Linked DNA regions of Mus musculus: regions 1, 2, 3, 5 and 6 are each linked to region 4. A link is a contact called in public promoter capture Hi-C data. All regions are on one chromosome and are shown on one strand. Each heading gives the region's core, a stretch centred on a gene start, on an enhancer-like site or on the middle of the called end of the contact. The rest is flanking DNA. Distances are from core to core; before and after follow the strand shown.

The links. Promoter capture Hi-C pulls out the DNA fragments that hold promoters and counts their contacts. Capture Hi-C pulls out chosen DNA fragments and counts their contacts.
Region 1: a contact with region 4 is called in a promoter capture Hi-C map of liver, with 3 times the contacts expected there. The contact joins the enhancer-like site here to the promoter of Rbms2 in region 4. A contact is called at or near these places in 5 of 39 promoter capture datasets (the C10 cell line, hippocampal neurons, liver and 1 more), 1 of 15 datasets of contacts at CTCF or cohesin (large pre-B cells) and 1 of 9 other capture datasets (macrophages).
Region 2: a promoter capture Hi-C map of adipose tissue shows a contact between it and region 4. The contact joins the promoter of Lrp1 here to the promoter of Rbms2 in region 4. A contact is called at or near these places in 5 of 39 promoter capture datasets (cranial neural crest, frontonasal cranial neural crest, hippocampal neurons and 2 more), 1 of 484 Hi-C or Micro-C datasets (embryonic stem cells), 5 of 115 datasets of contacts at active chromatin or transcription factors (astrocytes, bone marrow-derived macrophages, embryonic stem cells and 2 more) and 1 of 9 other capture datasets (adipose tissue).
Region 3: a contact with region 4 is called in a promoter capture Hi-C map of pre-B cells, with 4 times the contacts expected there. The contact joins the promoter of Pym1 here to the promoter of Rbms2 in region 4. A contact is called at or near these places in 1 of 39 promoter capture datasets (pre-B cells) and 1 of 115 datasets of contacts at active chromatin or transcription factors (bone marrow-derived macrophages).
Region 5: a promoter capture Hi-C map of liver shows a contact between it and region 4, with 12 times the contacts expected there. The contact joins the promoter of Stat6 here to the promoter of Rbms2 in region 4. A contact is called at or near these places in 9 of 39 promoter capture datasets (the 3T3-L1 cell line, the C10 cell line, the SN4741 cell line and 5 more), 3 of 484 Hi-C or Micro-C datasets (CD4 T cells and the G1E-ER4 cell line), 10 of 115 datasets of contacts at active chromatin or transcription factors (the SCID.adh cell line, T-cell acute lymphoblastic leukemia, bone marrow-derived dendritic cells and 7 more) and 2 of 9 other capture datasets (liver and pancreatic islet).
Region 6: a contact with region 4 is called in a promoter capture Hi-C map of pre-B cells, with 4 times the contacts expected there. The contact joins the promoter of Cdk2 here to the promoter of Rbms2 in region 4. A contact is called at or near these places in 2 of 39 promoter capture datasets (fetal liver and pre-B cells), 2 of 115 datasets of contacts at active chromatin or transcription factors (memory CD8 T cells and pancreatic cancer cells) and 1 of 9 other capture datasets (adipose tissue).

What each region holds. Positions count from the first base shown.
Region 1 is chr10:127,575,186-127,578,086 of GRCm38.p6, forward strand. Lrp1 (low density lipoprotein receptor-related protein 1) reads right to left here. Exons shown (of 89, transcript NM_008512.2): 22 at 2,803-2,901; 23 at 1,625-1,870; 24 at 1,255-1,452; 25 at 99-303. Among named protein-coding and RNA genes, the nearest start is that of Gm16217, 20 kb to the right of the region's middle. Within about 2 kb of position 1,321, at least 44 of the 459 cell types and tissues checked have an H3K27ac peak or open chromatin away from gene starts, as enhancers often do. A contact at or near this core is called in liver, where this site is marked.
Region 2 is chr10:127,619,656-127,622,807 of GRCm38.p6, forward strand. Lrp1 (low density lipoprotein receptor-related protein 1) reads right to left here and starts at 1,493. Exons shown (of 89, transcript NM_008512.2): 1 at 963-1,493. The coding sequence starts at 1,032.
Region 3 is chr10:128,746,878-128,749,811 of GRCm38.p6, forward strand. It overlaps Pym1 (PYM homolog 1, exon junction complex associated factor), which reads left to right and starts at 1,578. Exons shown (of 3, transcript NM_001170869.2): 1 at 1,578-1,689. The coding sequence starts at 1,656.
Region 4 is chr10:128,174,783-128,177,871 of GRCm38.p6, forward strand. Rbms2 (RNA binding motif, single stranded interacting protein 2) reads right to left here and starts at 1,786. Exons shown (of 13, transcript NM_019711.2): 1 at 1,568-1,786. The coding sequence starts at 1,633.
Region 5 is chr10:127,641,138-127,644,361 of GRCm38.p6, forward strand. Stat6 (signal transducer and activator of transcription 6) reads left to right here and starts at 1,849. Exons shown (of 22, transcript NM_009284.2): 1 at 1,849-2,112.
Region 6 is chr10:128,703,246-128,706,410 of GRCm38.p6, forward strand. It overlaps Cdk2 (cyclin-dependent kinase 2), which reads right to left and starts at 1,806. Exons shown (of 8, transcript NM_183417.3): 1 at 1,467-1,806; 2 at 681-758; 3 at 462-582. The coding sequence starts at 1,582. It overlaps Pmel (premelanosome protein), which reads left to right and starts at 3,013. Exons shown (of 11, transcript NM_021882.4): 1 at 3,013-3,113. The coding sequence starts at 3,041.

The DNA.
Region 1 (2,901 bases), core at 71-2,570, 600 kb before region 4:
AGTCAACAGTACCAAGAAGACAGGTGTCCCTGGCCAGGCTGAACACAGAGCTACGGAGCGGGGGTGGGTAGGGGGTGGGGGTGGGGCAGAGTCCTTACCCATCCCGAGGGTCCAGAGCGATGGCCCTCGGGTGCTCAATGTCACCCGCCAGCAGAGTGGTTCGGAGGGTTCCGTCCAGCTTGGCCACTTCGATCTGGTCCAGGTTGCTCTCCACCCAGTAGATGTTGCCTGCAATCCAATCTACAGCCAGGCCCTCTGGTGTGGCCAAGCCATACTGAATCACCACCTCAAAGCTGGTCAGGGCTAGGAAGAGAAGGTTGCAGGTGGTTAGAGACTCCTGGGCCGGGGCTTGGCGAAGGCATGGATCTCAGGGTCCCTCAATGATCCACCTTCACCCTGACACCTCTGCCCAGAGAGCTGAAGGGCCTGGCTCCCACTCTCCTCTCCCAGGCCTCTTTCCTCCTGGGAGGTAGGTGGGAAAGGGGGCTCTTGGAGGAGGGGGTGAGGTCAGCCACTTTGAGTATGTACTGTTCTGAGGTGGGGTAACCTGGGCAAGGAGGTCAGGGCTGATGGAAGCTTCTGGGAACATGTTTGGACATACTATAAGGATGATGGAACGTGCTAGAAACTACCCATTGAATGTCCTGAAGACACTCTACACTAATGTGTCCGTGTGTCTTATTATTTTAGAAACTGTCATGTGACGACAGCTCAGTTTACGTAACTATTCTCCTGAGGACGGACATTTGAGATGTTTCCAAGTTTCTTTTATAATAAACAACACAAACTCCTCTATTAAAACATGTCTCTTGCTTGCCTCTGCTCAGGGACCCTCCCTGACACACAACTTAAAACTATCTGTCTTGATCACTGCTGTATCCAGCGCAATAGATGCTTAATACTGAGCCTGTGTAGCTCAGGCTACCCCGAGACAGAGGTGGTCCATCCCTACATGGCATTTTCCTTCTAAGCCCAAAATTCCAAGACTGGGGAACCAGGCTTCAGGCCGTTCCAAAGAAAGGGTGATCATTTTGTTAATTATCAGGCAGCAGCAATGCTTACGATAATTACGGGGCATCAGGCTCTGAGACCCACAGCAAAATCCAACCCAATTAACTGGGGGAGGGGGGGCACACGGGGGATGGGCAGCCGAAGCCTCAGCTCCGGGGCCACCTGAATCTGGGCCCGTGACCCTGAGTACCCAAGTGCCATCTGTGTACAATCCTGGCAACTCTCCCAGGCCCAAAGAGTCACCTCCGTTGTCCAGGAGTTTCCCACGGTAGATCTTGTCCTCTACCACGTCGGTCCAGTAGAGGGCACTCTGGCTGAGGTGGAAGTCCAGGGCAATAGTGTTGCGCAGGCCAGGCACTAGGACGCTGTAGTCCCCCTTGTGAAGGTCAATGCGCCTGATCTCGTGGCGGTTGGAGAAGATGATGAACGGTTTGAAGGGATCTGGAGGGAGGCAAGTGTTCAGGTCAGCGAAGGGCTTAGAGCCACTCACTGTGCCACCCTGTCCTGGGATATACATACAGCGTCCCTGCTAGCCCTGGCCTTCAGCCCACTGTAGCTCAGGCGCGTGACCAGGCCTGCTTGGCTGGCTCACCTTGACCCCACTGCGTCTTACCCAGACTGCGGCAGCTTTCCCCGTCAGGCTCCAAGACCCAGCCCTCGTAGCAGGAGCACTTCACACTGAACTTGTTCTGGTCACACTTCTGGCTGCATTTGAGGTGCTTGGCACAGTAGCTCTGGATCTGGCAGGTGTGGTTGTCAGAGCCCAGCTCCATGCCCAGAGGGCAAGAGCACACGATGCCTTCACCAGGGGCCACTGAGCAGTTGTGACTACAGCCACCATTATTCAGAGAACACTGGTCTGGGGGACAGGAAAGAGATAGGGTCAAGATCTGGGAGGAAGCAGGACATGGCCCTGCCAGGCCTTCACATTTTTTTTTATCCTGTTCTGAGCCCCGGAGCCCTAACCACAGCTCAGCCCTGCTGAGCCTCTGTCTCCTTCCCAGTCTCTCTTAGGATCAGGATTGGGACACTAGAACCTGACACCCAGGACCATCATCCTTTTTCCTTACCCCTGTGTGCTCTCGATGCCCTCACGTCGATGGCTGGGACCTGGGCATTTTGCCTCCTCTTTGGGAGGATACTCAGGTCAAGGCCCTTTCTTTGATCCCTCCCGATTCACGTGTGACACAGGGCAGGGTGCAGAGGGGAATGCCCTGACCTTCCCAACACGCCCCACGGTGGCAATTTCTGGGCCAGCCTCAGATGGCTGTACCCTTCACTCCTCTTTCCCAGAAGTCAGATGACTTGTTTGTTCTGGGACGGTGTGGTTTGCTCAGATCTCCTCGACCCTCCTCACTCATTCTGCACACGTTGCCCATTTCCGGGAACCCAGTTAAATTCCCTCCTCCAGAAGTCAGCTCAAATCATGCCTCAACCCTGTGCCTCACCCCCAGCCTGGCCTCCCTTTTCAGTGGTCTGACTGAGGGTGTCTGACCCAGGTCAGGAGTCTTAACGGCTCCCTCCCTGCCCTGCCTTCAGAGTGGGATGGCCCTGGATTAGTTTATTTAAGGGCTCTGTGCTTCTTCTTCCTCAGTTGGTGGCAGACAGTGGCTGTCTACCTGGGCCACTTTGTAAAGTAATTGTTACAGGAGTTGTCACCTCAGGCAGGGCCAAGGCAAGTCCTAGGTCAGTGCCTCCTCTGCCCCAGATCATTTCCTATAGTCCTACCCTGGACAAGACCTCCCCTCTCCCCACTGCTGGGCAACCCCAGGCCCTGCATGGGCGCCTCACCACAGAGCTCGCCCTCATCCGAGCCGTCTCCACAGTCATCCTTGCCGTCGCACAGCTTGTCAGGAGGCAGGCAGACAGAGGTGTTGTTGGCGCAGGGAT
Region 2 (3,152 bases), core at 243-2,742, 560 kb before region 4:
CCCAAACCTAACTAATATACAAAGTGTATGTATGAAGTGAGACAGGGCTGGGCTTTACACATTTACTAAATGAGCAGGATTGGGGGCATGGTCATAACCCCCATCCCAACCTCCAACTCTCCTTCCAACCCAAACTGTGATCAAGCCTGAAATCGGGGAGACAGAGCTTCCTCTGAACCCCTCCCCAGCGTTCCAGACCATTCTCCAGTCTCTTCCAGAATGATGACATCTGACGTTTTTCCTCTCATCTTAAAGCTCCCAGGAATTAAGAAGGGAAAGCCAGCCATAAGCGTCACCAGACCCCTCCATCCCTCAACCGGGCTCCTGACTGAGGCCCTCAGCGGGGAGCTGCTCACTTCGGAACCCAGGCAGGCAGCCCAGGATTCTGGACCCGGGCCTCCATGCCTGGGATGCAGGGCTCATTCCACACCCAAACAGGGGGCCCTGCCTATCCCCACCCACAGCTTTCTCGGCCTGCCTGCCCTTTGGCCAGCAGGGCACCCCTAGCCGGCTTTGCCTTCCAGCCTTCAGAGTCCACTGCAAAAGGCCCTCCGCCCCCTTTTGCAGCGGTACACAGCAAATCCGGATTCCTTCACAATTCAGATGGGGGTGGGGGGGCGGGAGGGTGGAGGATGTAGGGGAGGCAGAGGCCCTCCCGTACCAGAGATAGGAAGAGAAGGCCTCTTAATCCCAAGATCAGAAAAAGGGGGAGCCCTCTTTTCCTACCCAGGCCTCTGGTCTTTGTCTGAGCTGGGGGGCCCTGGAAGCATCATTTGTCCCAGGCTCCCATCCCCCAAATCAGACCCCATCCCCGCCCCCAGTCAGGCCTCTGCTGTGTCAGCTGGACTGGGATAACAAAAGGCACCCCCTCCCGCGTCTCCCTTCCCCATCCAGACGCAGGAGTGGGGGTTGGGGAGGGGGAGCCCCCAGGGGTCCATGGGGGCCGCCGGAATCTCACTCACCATCCATAGTGGCCCCGGAGACCAGAGCTGAAAGCAGCGGCAGCAGCAGCAGCAACGGCGGGGTCAGCATGGTGTGGGCCGATGCAAACAGCAGCCCCCACCCTCTGGTCCTGTTACTTCTTGTCCTCGCCCCCCCCAATTGGGGGGTCCCCCTTTATCTTCCTCTCCCCGACTCTTCTATTCTTATCCTTTCCTTAAGCAAAGCGAACCAGGGGCATAGGTGAAATGGTACAGTTCCGAGCCCCCTGGGAAGGGCCTGCTGACGCGGGTGCGCCCCCTGCCCCCAAATTCGAACCCTTCACCCCTGCTTTACTCCTCGCTCCTCTCCCCCTCCCAGGGCGAAGCTCACAGCCCCATCTCGGAGCCGCCTCTGGCTGCAAAAATGCACAATTGGGAGGAGGCGGGGTGGGGGGTGGGGGGCGTGGACCCGATGGGGGTGCCTTGGTAGGGGCCTGATGGAGCACTAGGGGCTCCCCCGTTTCCGCCTCCTCAGTGCACTGGCCTGGAGCTCGCACCGCTGCTCCCCTGACTGAAGTGCCGCGGGGGGGGGGGGTGGGGGGGAGGAGGGAGGGGGGTGTTCAGAGGGGAGAGGGAGGGGACAGGGAGAGGAGGGAAGGAGGGAAGGGGCGGGGAAAGAAAAAAAGAGGTGGGGGGGGGGGGAGAAAGAGCTACGCGGCAATCCTGACAGTGCGCATGCGCTGATTTGGCGCGCTGCCCTGGGGAGGGGGAGTCGGAGGCGCTACAAGCTTTGGAGTTCTGGGAAGCGGTCCGAGAGTGGGAGTCCCCGGGCACCCTGTCCTCTAACTGCGTCTACCTCATCCCAGCGCTCCCTAGAGCCGGTAGAGCCAAGGGTGGGAATGGGGTAAGGGGCAAGGAGAGCTGCGCTCTAGTGCCTCTTTAAAACTCTATGTCACACCCCAGGATTTCAGATCCCCTCAGTGGGGTCCCGAGCCGCTGTCTAGGCGGAGGCCTGATTTCCTTGGGGAAACCCAGACAGTGCCTCCCTAGCCTAGGGTGGGGGCAGGGGTGGCCGGTCCGCCGGGAAGGTGCGGGAAAGGCTGAGCTTTGATTTGGAGACTTTGTAAGAACCGGTCTGGGATTGGGGCCTGCGTCCTCAGGAGGCGGAGTGAAGGAGTGGCCACATGGACCCGCCCCCACCTCGCTCCAGGGCTCAGAGTAAACAGGGACACCCGCGGGGACACGCTGCAGCTTGTCGGCCCGCCTTGGGCTCAGGGATGGAGCCCACCTTAGTACCCGCCCAGCCCTGCTCGCCTGGCACGGGGCGCAGGAGAGGCAGGCTCTGGTTTGGAGAGAGGTGACTCACCAGAGGGTGGGGTTGGGGTAGAGCCATCCCCTTTCGCCCTGAGAGGTCAGGCTCGATTTTTTTTTTGTTTGTTTGTTTTGTTTTTGATACCTTCTGACTGGCCTCCCACCAAGTCAGGGTTTCAGATGCCAAACTACAGGGAGTTGGAATGAAGGACTCCAGAGCTCCGCTACCAGACACCAGTCCTAGGGGGCTGTGTGCTGAGTGCCGGACCTTTGTCCCCAGTCTCAGTCGGTTTGGGAACGGTACTCTGGAGTCCAGAAAGCATCGGGCGGTTCCTAGGGCCGGCGAACGTGCTTCCGGCCACTGCCCTCTTGTGGGCGACGTTTGAAGACTGTAACCCTTAGTGTCTGACTTTCTCTGTGACCTGAAGTGAAAGTTCTGGAAAGCTCAGCAGGCGACATCCCTGGCTAGAGATGAACTTTAAAGACCAGGGACCAGTACACTAACTCCACAGGAGTGACCCCCACACACACTCCAGCCTGTCACTGGCAGAAAATAGACTTGTCCATTAATGACTGAGAGCCTTTCTTCAATGAGAGCTTATGCGGCTCACGGACAGGCTAACTGTATAGTCTCCCAGGCTGGACTCTCAGGATCCATCTTTCCTCCGTCCAGTTTCCAGCCTGTGCTCAAGTAGAGGCCTGATGTCTTTCTTCCTTTTGAAATATACTGAAGGTTTCCTCCTCCTCCTCTTCCTTCTCCTCCTCCTCTTCTTCTTCCTCTTCTTCCTCCTCCTCCTGTTCCTCCTCCTCCTGTTCCTCCTCCTCCTCCTTTTTTTTTTTTTTTTTTTTTTTCTAGCACAGGGTTTCTCTCAGCAGGGGTGGTCTGTTATTCTTTTATCCAGCTTCCATGGCCTAATACAG
Region 3 (2,934 bases), core at 328-2,827, 570 kb after region 4:
CAAAGTGAGGGATTAGAAGTATACATGTAGCCGGGCCGTGGTGGTGTACACCTTTAATCCCAGTACTTGGGAGGCAGAGACAGGCAGATTTCTGAGTTCGAGGCCAGTCTGGTCTACAAAGTGAGTTCCAGGACAGCCAGGGCTATACAGAGAAACCCTGTTTCGAAAAAAAAAAAAAAAAGAAAAGAAAAGAAAGAAGTATACACGTGTAAAAACATGTAGTGCATGCAAATAGCATTAAAGTCATTTTGAGACTTGAATTGAAAGGAGAGAGGTTAAAGCTGGGAGAATTGCAAGGAGGACAATGTGTGAGCTTTTGAAAACTTAGTTGAGGTTCTTATTAGCCTGTTTTGTTTCTTTTTTTTTTTTTTTTTTTTCCTTTTGGTTTTTTTTTTTTTTTTTTTTTTTGGTTTTTCGAGACAGGGTTTCTCTGTGTAGTCCTGGCTGTCCTGGAACTCACTCTGTAGACCAGACTGGCCTCGAACTCAGAAATCCTCCTCCCTCTGCCTCCACTGGGATTAAAGGCGTGCGCCACCACTGCTCGGTTGTTTTGTTTTAAAGTAGAACATATTGTCTACTACTGAAGTACTAATATTTCCCCACTTCTCAATTTGAGAGGCACTGTTGGACGTTAGTGTAAGCCAAAGTTGGGCAATAGAAGAGGGTGAAAGAGTTAAGGAAAAAGCTTTGTAGGAGGAGGGCAGACACCTGAGGAGAGGAGCTTGAGCCAGCACCTTCCTGACAGAAGAGGAAACAAGTTTAACAGGATTTAGCCCCAGAGGAACTAAATTGCTGATGGAGGAGGGGAGGGACCGGACCGGGCTTTGGCGCTCCTTCCAAGAACAAGGCACAACCTAACAAAGGGAGTGGCCTCACTGTCCCGGTAGATTTAAGGGTGGAACTGCTCGCGGTAGCCAAAGCTAATCCGAAGTGTGGGGCGCGGCTAATTAGAATACTGACTGGGTCCGCCCCAAAAGCCTTCACCCCGTGCCCTCTGACCCGAGAGGATCCAGTACTGAGCAGCAGGCCAAGAAGTTACCTCGCCGGCCGCTGAATCCCCAGGGCTGCCCGCCCCAGTTCAGTCATGGAAACCGCCAGCACCCCCGAGGCCACGGGGACAGGTGACCGACTCGCAGTGCGCCGATCTTTGCGCACCCCTTCGTAGGTCTCTGATCAGTTAACCTGGGCGGCCGAGAGTGGTCGGCGTGCCGAGTAGACCTGCCCACTTTTAAGTGTTAGCCCGGGTTTTCGTGTATCCCTGGGGCTTCTTTGCCCATGCCAACACGCGCCCTAGGGTTTGGTGCAGGCGAGGGGCCTTGCATATTCCTTTCCTCTTTTACCAGCTTTCCTGCTGGGTCCCGGTGGGCCTTGAGCCTGCGAGGACTGTCTGGGATAAGGCTTATGCCCAAACTTCTCTCCGAGCCCTAGGGATTGTTTTATATACATCAGGAGGTCAACAGTGGCGTCGGTGGTAGTCTAAGAGCCCATGACTGTGAGCGTCTTACACTCGCCTTTTCCGCCTCCCGCGTCAGAGAAATGGTGCAGTCTCTCTTTAAGATTAAAATGGTGGCTTGCTAGGATGAGGACTCCACTTCCGGCGGGGAGGGGGGCGGGACCCCAGCCCGCTCACGCCGGAAGTGGTTCGGGTTCTCAAGATGGCGACTCCCTATGTAACTGACGAGACCGGCGGTGAGTGCGGGGATCGCGGAGCCGCCTCTCCCGGGATTCTTGGGTTAGGGGTTCGGACTTGGAAAAGGGTTTGTGCCACGCCCATCCCGGGGCTCCTCCTTTGCCACGCCCCCGTACCGCCTTCCCCATTCATTCCTTTTGGGTTGTTACCTGCGCCCCCTTCTGGTCTCGTGTTTTTTGGGGGGGGTCTCTGCTTCCGGTCTCCCAAACCCTGGGGTCCTCCAATGTCCCCTGCTCCGGGACCCTTAGGCGCTTCAGCTCTTTCTAGCTGTTGGAGTCCCGTACCTTTGCAAGGTTCTCCAGCATTATGGGCTCCTGTGCTCAGTTCCCTCCAATTCCAACCCCCTTTCTCCCTCCCCCATTTCTTACTGTTGTACCTGCTCTCTACCCTTCCCTGTTTTCATTCTTTCTCTCCGGGCTGTGTCTGCTGATGATCTCATTGCTACATAGTGCTTTCTTCTTCACTCTTTGCCCCATCTTCATTGGGTGGGGGTGGGGGTGGGTGTCACTGAAATCCAGACGTGTGAAGGGAAGAGGAATTTAACTTTCAACTTGACTTTTCTCCTTGGTGGAGTTTTCCATTTAAAGTGGGAGAAAACAAACAGGAAAGTATCTACTGGCCTTTCTCTCAACGTCTTTGATAATTGATAGAACCCCATGATTTCTTAAAGGTTGAGTAGCACTTCAGTCGAGCTGTCTGAAATGTTGGAAGTCAGCTGTTTGTGTGTGAAGCTGAGAATCGGTTTTATGTTTTTGTCTTGTTTGTAGTTGCCTTGTCTTTAGGATAATGTGCAATATTGACTTCGAGATGATCAAATAGATATTTGGAAGACGTAGTGCAAGTACCCGGTGACTGTTTTTGTAGCCTTCATCTTGGTCTTCATATGTGACTAGGGTTTTGTAGAAGTGATCCTGTGATTGTGCGGTAATGCACGGTGTGTTTTAAAATGTGCCATTTATGCTTCTTGGTTTGCTTTAAATGTTCCTTATTAAAATTAAAAGCATGAGCCACTGTGCCCAACCTTTAAAAAGCAACTTTCATCTTTAACACTCCAATCCCCAGATGTGATCTCACTATGTGGCCCTGGCTGGCCTAGAGCTCACTGTGTAGACCAGGCTGGCCTTGAACTCATAGAGATCCACTTACCTCTGCTTCCCAAGTTGTGGGATTAAAGGCGTCTAATACCATGACAGGCAGTTTGCAGCTTTTAATGTGTACCTTCTTATTCTTTTTATATTCCATCT
Region 4 (3,089 bases), core at 536-3,035:
AAAGAAAAAGATAAGAGGCAATGGCTCATTCATATCTGTGATCCTGTGACCAGCCTGGGCTACAGAGTGAGTTTTAGGCCAACTTGGAGCAAAGACGGAGACCATGTCTCAAAACCCAAAACTAATAGAAAATGAGAATGAAACTTGTATACAGTACTATAAAGAGCTGAGGAGAATAAAGATAGGTGGAATGTTCCCTTTCAAACACACATACATATAAAATGAATTATATATACATATATACACATATAACATATATATATATGCATATATATATATTAGAAGGGCATCAGTTAATACCTATTGAAATATATAATATAATGTTTGTATATGTGTGTAATCAAAAATATGCATAGAGCTTCATTTCTTTTTTTGTTTTTGTTTGTTTTTTGACACAGGGTTTCTCTCTGTAGCTCTGGCTGTCCTGGAACTTGCTTGTAGTCCAGGCCGGTGTTGAACTTAGAGATTGGACTGCCTCTGCTTCCTGGGTACTAGATTTAAAGGCTTGCACCATCACCTGGCTGTAGAGCTTTCTTTCTTAAGCACATAAACAGAATGAAAACCACATAAACTACCCACCAGAGTACTGCCCTGATGAGATACTAGTATTCGAGTCTCTGAAATGGTCTTTTCAGGTCCACGAGGATATGAATCTCTCCCCACCTCCAACATTCCATCAAACAAGCATAGATCTCTGCACCACGTGTTTTCTTAAAGAACAGCTGTAATGCTCAAAAGAGACCAAAAAGTCTTCCTGCTATGGCTCAAAGCTCCTCCTCCAGCATTGCATACCACAAAATGCCAAGAAACTGCCAAGGATACTCTCTGGCAAATGTGGGCAAGCCTGTCTATCTCTCTCCAGGCTGTTCATTCACTCAAACATACCTTAACTCCTCAGGCAGCCAGGGGTTAATCATAAAGACTCCAGGGATCCTTGCTAAGCCTGGCTATCTGCAGGGTTCCAAGTATCCTCTCAAAAGGCATGACCCAAAGAATCACAGAGCTTTCTGCCTTAATCCCAAAGCATGTTATCTCCCCAAATTCCTCTGCCAGGATGGGTGGGGTGGGGTAGGGTCTCTCGTCTAGAAGCACACACTTAATTCTTGATGAGCCTTGAGACCTCTCAAACTACCTGTAATTTTTCTGCTATCTGGTGGGTTGAGTAAAAAGCGAAGTGAGGTGGGGGTAAGGGTGGATGCAATTAACCAAAATGATAAAATAATCTTGCCGGGTGTGAGCCTAGGGACAAGGTCTGAGTTGTCAGACTATCCCCGGGACCATGGGCGCAGCAGCAGACAGGCAGACTAACTTCGTTTCAGAAGATACAAACTTGCAAAGTTGGTTGTTTTTATTCCGCTGCCTCCTCCAGCCTCACAAACTTCTGCTCTAAATTCCTTTAACTCCAGAACCAGGTGCAAAAAGGCAGGAAAGACGCGGTGGAAGGAGAGGCGCTGAAGGGGGACAGAGGAATCTCGTTCCCCTCTTAAAGGAGAATTCTAAAACCAAGGGCGCTCCTGGATCCCTAGGAAAGGAAGTAGCTGATTCCCCAAAAGCACTTTTTTCCTACCTTCTTGTTGTTCTTGTTATAGCCAAAAGTCGAAATCCCAGGCCTGGAAGTCACTGATAGCAGCATTTTTTCTTTACTGTTACGGAGCTGAGAGAGAGAAAGAAGAGAGTGAAGGAAAGGGAGGGAGAAAGAGGGAGGGAGGAGGGGAGGGGGAAAGGAGAGGGAGAGAGGAAGGGAGGGAAAGAGGGAGGGAAGGGAGAAGGGAGGGGGAGGAGAAAGAGGAGAAAAGGAGCACGCAAGAGAGAGAGAGGGAGTGGGGGGGGGGCCTGCGGGGAAGAATGAGCTAGGTCTGCTCCTTACGTCACTGAGAGAAGTTAACCCAAAGTCAGAACGAGCCACTTCCACTGGGTCCTAATGCCCGGGATGTTCTGTTTTGGTTTTGGTTTTCATAGGCTTAGTTCAAGCTAGAAAGAAGAATTCTTAGGTCTAATCCTTTTCAAATGTAACCCTGTTTCTCCATGAACAAGTTCTGATTATTATGAAAAGACAATTAACCTATTATTAATAAAAGACAATGGTTTTTGTTGTTGTTTTGTTTTGATTTGAAGCTTTCTTTCCCTGAGATCTCAGCTACAAGATTTCAAACTTGGCCTGAAAAATGTCTTAGTAAGTTGCCAGGCCTATGCTCAGTTCCCAGATCTACATGGTAGAAGGAGAGAACCAGCTACCAAAAATTTTTCTCCCCCGACCCCAGCACCCAATGTGGCATGCCCACATATGCACATACAAAAAGAAATAAATGAAATAGTATATATATATATATATATATATATTTAAAGACATCAAGCTTAGTGTAAAAGGACCATCTTGACTGCCTCCCAGAGCATGGAAAGAAGACTATATGGCAATACCGTGTGTGAGAGCTCAGAGCTCAGACTAGTTTATATTAGGGTGATTTTTTTTTTTTTTTTTTTTGGTTTTTGAGACAGGGTTTCTCTGTGTAGCCCTGGCAGTCCTGGAACTCACTTTGTAGACCAGGCTGGCCTCGAACTCAGAAATCCACCTGCCTCTGCCTCCCGAGTACTGGGATTAAAGGTGTGCACCACCACGCCCAGGCCCAGCTTATATTAGGGTGATCTTGATGCAGTAAGAAAGATTTTGGAGTCTGGAGAGCTGGCTCAGGGGTTAAGAGCATGGCTGCTACTCCAGGAGAGCACAGCTGATTCCCAGCATCCACATGAGGTGACTCACAGTCACCTCTATGGCCACTAGCTTCCATGGATACCAGCATGCTCACACATGTGTGCTCTCTCTCCCTCTCCCACTCCCCCCCCCCATCATATACACATGCATACGTATATACACATACATAAGTACACAAAACACACACAGAGACACACATACACACACAATGTTTTATTTTTTATTTTTTGAGACAGGGTTTCTCTGTGTAGCCCTGAATGTTCTGGAACTCACTCTGTAGACCAGGCTGGCCTGGATATCTGCCTACCCCTGCCTCCCAAATGCTGGGATCAAAGGTGTGCACCCCCACTGCCAAGCTAATTTTTTTAACATTAAAAAA
Region 5 (3,224 bases), core at 599-3,098, 530 kb before region 4:
CAGTATATCTATAGACATTAAGAACAATCCATCAAGGGGGCTGGAGAGATGGCTCAGATGGTTAAGAGCACTGACTGCTCTTCCGAAGGTCCTGAGTTTAAATCCCAACAACCACATGGTGGCTCACAACCATCCGTAATGAGATCTGACTCTCTCTTCTCGAGTGTCTGAAGACAGTGACAGTGTACTCATATGTAATAAATAAATAAACAAGAACAAAAAACCCAACCCATCAAATATTAATTGTTGGGTTGGGATGTGACTCATTTGGTAGCATCCTTGCCTGACATGCAAAAAGCCCTGGGTTCAGTTCTTAGCATCACAAGCCCTCTTGCTGTTTGTTGCATATTTCTAAGCCTGGTACTTGGGAGGTGAAGTTAAAGTTTGTCCTTGGTTACTAGGCAATTTCAAGGCCATCCTGGGCTACATGACCCTTTGTCTCAACAACAGCATCAACAACCACAGTCCAACCAAGTAGCTGAGCAACAACAACAACAACAAAAGTACCTCCTGCTTGCTGTTTACTAGGTGACCAGAGTTCCTCTGAGCCTTTATGTATCAGTATATTCTATTCTCACAACCCCACAGCTTAAGCCACTCTGCGTGCTCCGTCCTACAGATAATGAACCAGCCAATTCTGCAGTTAGCATCTTTGGCAGGACTTGAACACAAATAGGTCTTGCTCAGAGTCCATGATTATATTATATGTACATGTACAGTTTGCTCTGGCACCTGGGTGGATCTAAGTTTGCACTGTGTACAGTGCCCACGGATGTGCAGTGGAGGAATCAGCTCAGGCACCAGGGGGCGCCAGAAGCCTGGCTTTTGCTCTTTCAGCCCAGCCCTGAAAGGCAATGGAAAGCCAAAATTCCAACTTGACACAGCCACCCTCAGACTATCCCTCCATACACTCGACTTTCAGGTTTGGCCTTTTGTTATCCTCCCCAACAAAAACTACAGGACAGTCCTCTGGTTATGATGGTGATTCAGAGGCTGAACAAGGGGCGTGTGTGTGTGTGTGTGTGTGTGTGTGTGACTCTAAGAGGCTCTGAGGGCTGTCATGTGTGAGAGCCTGCTGCTACATGTGTAAAGCTCAGACACGCGCGTGTGCGTGTGTGTATGTGTGTGTGTATGCGTGTGTGTGTGTGTGTGTGTGTTTTCTTGTGGCCAGGGAAATTGCACATATTTGTTTTGGGGTGTGTCTCAGTGTTTACCTCAGAAACAGATAGGAACTTTGCCAAGGTTGCACAGCATATTCACATTCAAACTTGGCACCCTGGCAGCCCTCAGTGGCTATCACTAGGGTTTGGGACGTGGTATCCCCGAATGAATTCCTTTTCCTCCAAGGGACTCCCGGAGACTTCCAGAATTCTGAGCTAAGGGTTCCCCTCCCCCACTTCCTCCCTACAGTATCACGGGACTTCTAAGGCGTTCCTGCCTTGGAAGGAGGTGAGCCTAATTGTGCAGGGGCCTCGGGCTCCCAGCTGTTTTTCAGGGTCCTCCACTGGAGGACGCACACAACCCAGATGTCCCATAGCACAGTTCCCCGAGGTCCCAATCTCTGGCCCGGAGAAAGTTTGTGTGGTAGCTAGGCAGTTCGGGGTGGCATGCCTCTGCCAGATATTAGGTGACTTTTCCGAGGAGTGGGGAATGGATCAGTGCTAAGGGGATTAGAGTAAAGGTCAGCCTCCCTCCAGTGTGGTTCAATGGAGCTCCAGCTTTGCCCTCCCCACTACGTGCTTCCCCACCGGGTACATACAGGTTCACCCCACTTTCTTCCTCTTCCTCCTCCAGCCCACTTTCTCTTCTCTGTGTCGTCAGAGCGCCAGGGAGGGACCTGGGCAGACAGAGAAGCCGGAAACAGCAGGCCGGGGCAGCCAGGGTTTACAGTGAAGAAGGCCCGGAGACGAGTGCGTGCGTGCCTGTGTGTGTGTTTGTGTGTGTGTGCGCGCGCTCGAGCGTGTGCGCGCGTGCCTGTGTGCATATGTGTGTGTGTGTCTGTACACATTGAGTTTTTAGGGCCAGCCCAGGACCCGCTGGACAGACCTACAGACCCATGGGGCTTGGTAGTGCCCTCTGAGAGAGGGAGAAGATAGCAGCGGGGCTGCTGAGGTGAGGGGACGTCTGCGAGTAGGGAAGGTTATGGGGGGGCTTTGACGAACCACGAGGGATGGATTTTCGGGGCCTCTCGGATCCTCCCCCCTGGGCGGGGCAGTTGGTCCCCTGAAAATAGTTTCATCTGGGGTTAGCTGACGGCACTGGGTTTTGGCAGTTTCCAACTTTCGAAGGACTCGGGTGGGTACAGGCCTCCACATTCCGGTCCCCAACGTGTCGCGTCACTTTCCCCAATCCTCAGCCCTGCGCCTCCTGGGTCTTGGGACAGTCGCTGGGCAGAGGAGAAGAAAGGTTCTCTGGGTTGGGGGACATGGCTGCCTTTCCCTAGAAGTTGATGCTCCAGGGTCCCCGAGCCTGTCCAACCCCTAGCTGCTGCCCGCTAAAGGTTCCTACTCAGGGTGTGGCTGGAGGGTGAGAGAGACCCAGATGTAGATCTCATGGTGCCCCAGAGGAGGGGGACTTTCCCCCTCACTTTTTTGGCCGCAGTAAACCCTGAGATTTCCCCGTGGAGGGCAGCCGGCTGGGGGTTAACCCTCCTCATGCTGACCTGGCTCCACCTCCTCCCACCCTTTCCCACCCCCACCAGCGCCGCCACCGTCATATATACACGCACATTGGACAACTCAGGGAAGCCCTTGACTTTTGATATTGGGGTCACACGGCCAGCGGACTCGGAATGCGGGAGTGGAGGGGATAGATTTAGGCCACCAAGCTTACGAAGAAGCTTCTAGGTTGTCGGGCTTCCCCTACGGCGGGGAGGGGGAGCCTGGAAGGGAAAGCTCGCCCCGCCTCTTGAAGTGTAGCTCCGCCTTCCCACCCTAGGGGACTGATCTCAAGAAAGGACGGTCCTTGTCCTAGCCCGACCTATAGACCCTGCAACGTTACCGGCAGCTCAGGAGAAAAATATGGCTTAATGGCGTCTGGGGTGGGGGAAGGATGAGACTTGAGTCACTCTACAGGGAGATTTAGAGGAAATTGGAGCTGTTCCTGGCTTGGCGGTCCCAGTCCCCAGTAGGGTAAGGATAGGGCCAAAGGTCTGGAATCCGAACATTCCAGAGACTGGGAGGAAAAGGGAACAGAATCCTCTCTTAAATTTGAAAATAAGACAA
Region 6 (3,165 bases), core at 556-3,055, 530 kb after region 4:
CAACAGAGACTCACTGGTTACATTTCCCATATCACAGGTAAAAGAATTTTTTCAAGGAACCCACCACCACCACTGCCCTCAATATCCTTTATCTGAGCCAAGCAGTGGTGGCGCAAGCCTTTAATCCCAGCACTTGGGAGGCAGGTGGATTTCTGAGTTCGAGGCTAGCCTGGTCTACAGAGTGAGTTCCCAAACAGCTAAGGCTATACAGAGAAACGGGGGGTGGGGGGGGGGTGGGGGGTGTCCTTTATCTGAGTGTTATCTGATCTCCTTCCACCTGAGCTGCCGGCTCATAGAAGCTCCTCAATTTTGATTCTTCTGTCCATCCTAGGGTTAATGACTAATGAGTAGGAGAAGGTGGAGTGTCTGAAGTCTGAGAAAAAGCCAAAATAAATTACCAGACTGAATTACCTGCCTCTAGTTTTCCCTAAAATTTGTGGGCTGTCACTGAACAGGGTTACCTTGATGAGGGGAAGAGGAATGCCCGTGAGAGCAGAGGCATCCATGAATTTCTTGAGGTCCTGGTGCAGAAATTCAAAAACCAGATAAAGCTTATTTTCTGTGTGGATGACATCCAGCAGCCTGCAAGAGAAGGTCCAGGAAATGGAGTTGAAGGAGAGAAATTCTGAGGCTAAGCAAGCAGAATTCGTCATAGTGATCATCTCTCAGAGCAGACTTACTTGACGATATTAGGGTGATTAAGTTCCTTAAGGAGAGAGATCTCTCGGATGGCAGTACTGGGTACACCTTCAGTCTCACTTGGAGAGGTTGGGAAAACAGAGACAAGAATACGGTTACAAACATCATTCTCTCAGGGATACACAACCCCCAGCCCCCTTAGGAAGGCAGACAGGAGAGGTGCTGTGAGGAGTTAATTTCTGGGTAGTTAGGGTGTGGCTTTTAGACATATTTAAGGCCATTATTTCCTCTTTTTCCAGTGAAAGGTAAGAAGAGCCTCCAGGTGAATGAAAAGCAGAAGAAAGGTAATAGGGGAGTGGGGTGAGAGTAGCTCCCGGCCTCCCCTGAGGGCCAGTGAATCTCAACTGCCATTCTTTTGAAAGAGAGTGAGGGTTCTAAGTATGGTGCTGGAGCAGTGAGGAGAGCTCTCCATTCAGAAAGGAACTTTTCTCTGGTTACCACATAACCCAACTCCACGAACAGCCCTGGACCCCTCCTATCCCGGGCTCCCACCCCACAACTTTCTCTTCCCAAGTCTCTCGGCTAGCAGATTTGGGAGCACACCGGCTGGAGCACTGCAAGAAACTTTCCCCTGGATTCCAGCCCCGGACAGTCTCCTCCGGTAGAGCCTCCACGGTCGGCCAACCCACCGCTCGCTTCACGCGTCCCTCCCTCCCTCCCCGCTACCTTCCGGTCCGGGGACGCTACCCGCCTGTTGGGGTAGGGGGTTGGGAGGGGGACAGCCAAGAGGTCCGGGCAAAGGAGTTCCGGCTCCGGAGGCCACTCACGTGTCGAGCCGGATCTTCTTAAGCGCCACAACTTCTCCCGTCAACTTGTTTTTGGCTTTGTACACCACTCCGTACGTGCCCTCTCCAATCTTCTCCACCTTTTGGAAGTTCTCCATGGAGCGCTAGTGAGGCGGCTCAGGCCCCCGGGAGCGGGGCCCGGGAACCCTGACGAAAGCGGGCCCGACACTCGGAGCGGAGGACCTGGGGGACCCCGGGTGAGCACGGCAGTCCCAGCTCGGGATGGAACGCAAGGAGAGCTCAGCCCTTGACAATTTGTCCAACTTGAAACAATGTTGCCGCCTCCCCCACTGCTCCAGACGGCCATCCGAGACCCCGCCCCTCCTTCCCGCGTTTCCCTGGCCCCGCCCCCCGCCCTTCCGATTGGTTCACGTCACGAGGGCGGACCGGACCATCGCGCTCCCGCCTCAGAGGCCCCGCCCTGGGCGGGCGAGCCGCGGGGCAGCTGCACAACTTTCCCGCAGTTCCTGGTTTAGGCTCCGCAGGCCGGAACTGGTGGTGTTTCTGGTCTACGGATTTCCTTACCTTTCCCTCACAATTTTCACCACCCCTTGGGTGAGATTAAAATTCCACCTGGACAAGAGAGTCTCTTTTAAAAAGCAAAACCTGGGAATCTTTAAAAGAAAAAGAATAATGTATTTTATTTTAAATGGTGTGTGGGTCTGTGTGTCTGCATTTAAGTTTTCACAGAAGCAGCAGGTGCCCTGGAGCTGAGGTTCTAGGCGGTCGTGAGCCTAACTTGGGTGCTGGAGCTGAACTCTGGTCTTCTGCAAGAGCGGCTTGCGCTCTTAACAGCGGTGCTGTTTCTCCAGCACTCTCGCCTGCTTTTTGGAAACATCTCATAATGCAGCCCTTGTTGGCTGGAATGCGTTCAAAAGTCCAGGTTGTCTTCGAACTCACAGAGATCCGTTTGTCTCGGTCTCCATGTGGGGCACAAAATCCGGTCTCTCTCTCTCTCTCTCTCCCACACACACTCCCTCCTTCTCGCCTCCCTCCGCTTTCTTTTTATTTTTCTGAGACAAGGTTTCTCTGTGTAATCTTGGCTGTCCTGGAACTCTAGTCCAGGCTGGAAAATCGGGACTCTTATTGTAAAGGATTCTTTGGCTAGATAATAGAGTCGTTTCTCAGCCTAGCTTAATACTGTCTCACTGTTTCGGGGTTCATTGGCTGCCTGTGTTGTTTTATTGCTGGCAATCTACCCTCCCAGCCCCTTCTGGATGCTTTTGGATAAAGGTGCTGTTTCTGTCTTAAGGATCTCTTGGTTTGACACAATTCTCTTCACTCTGTCTTGCTGAATTGTGACTGTTAAGTATGTGAATTGAGGCTGCCCATCAGTGAACTCTTTCCAGAATAAGTGTGTCAGTGAATGTGACCCAGCGAAACCAGAAACTGTCATTGAGCTGTGTGGGATGAAATCAGTTCTGGCCCTTTCCTTCTTCCCAGGTTTCCCCTCCTCTGGAGGGAGAGGAGGAAGGCCTATGCAAATGACCATCCCTTTCTATATAGGGGCTCGCTCCCACCCCCTGGTACCTTTGGCTGCTGGCAAGAGGACCACTATGGGTGTCCAGAGAAGGAGCTTCCTTCCCGTGCTTGTGCTGAGTGCTCTGCTGGCTGTGGGGGCCCTAGAAGGTGAGTGTGGGTGGGTGGTCAGGAGCAAGTGCTATTAGCAATTGAACACCAG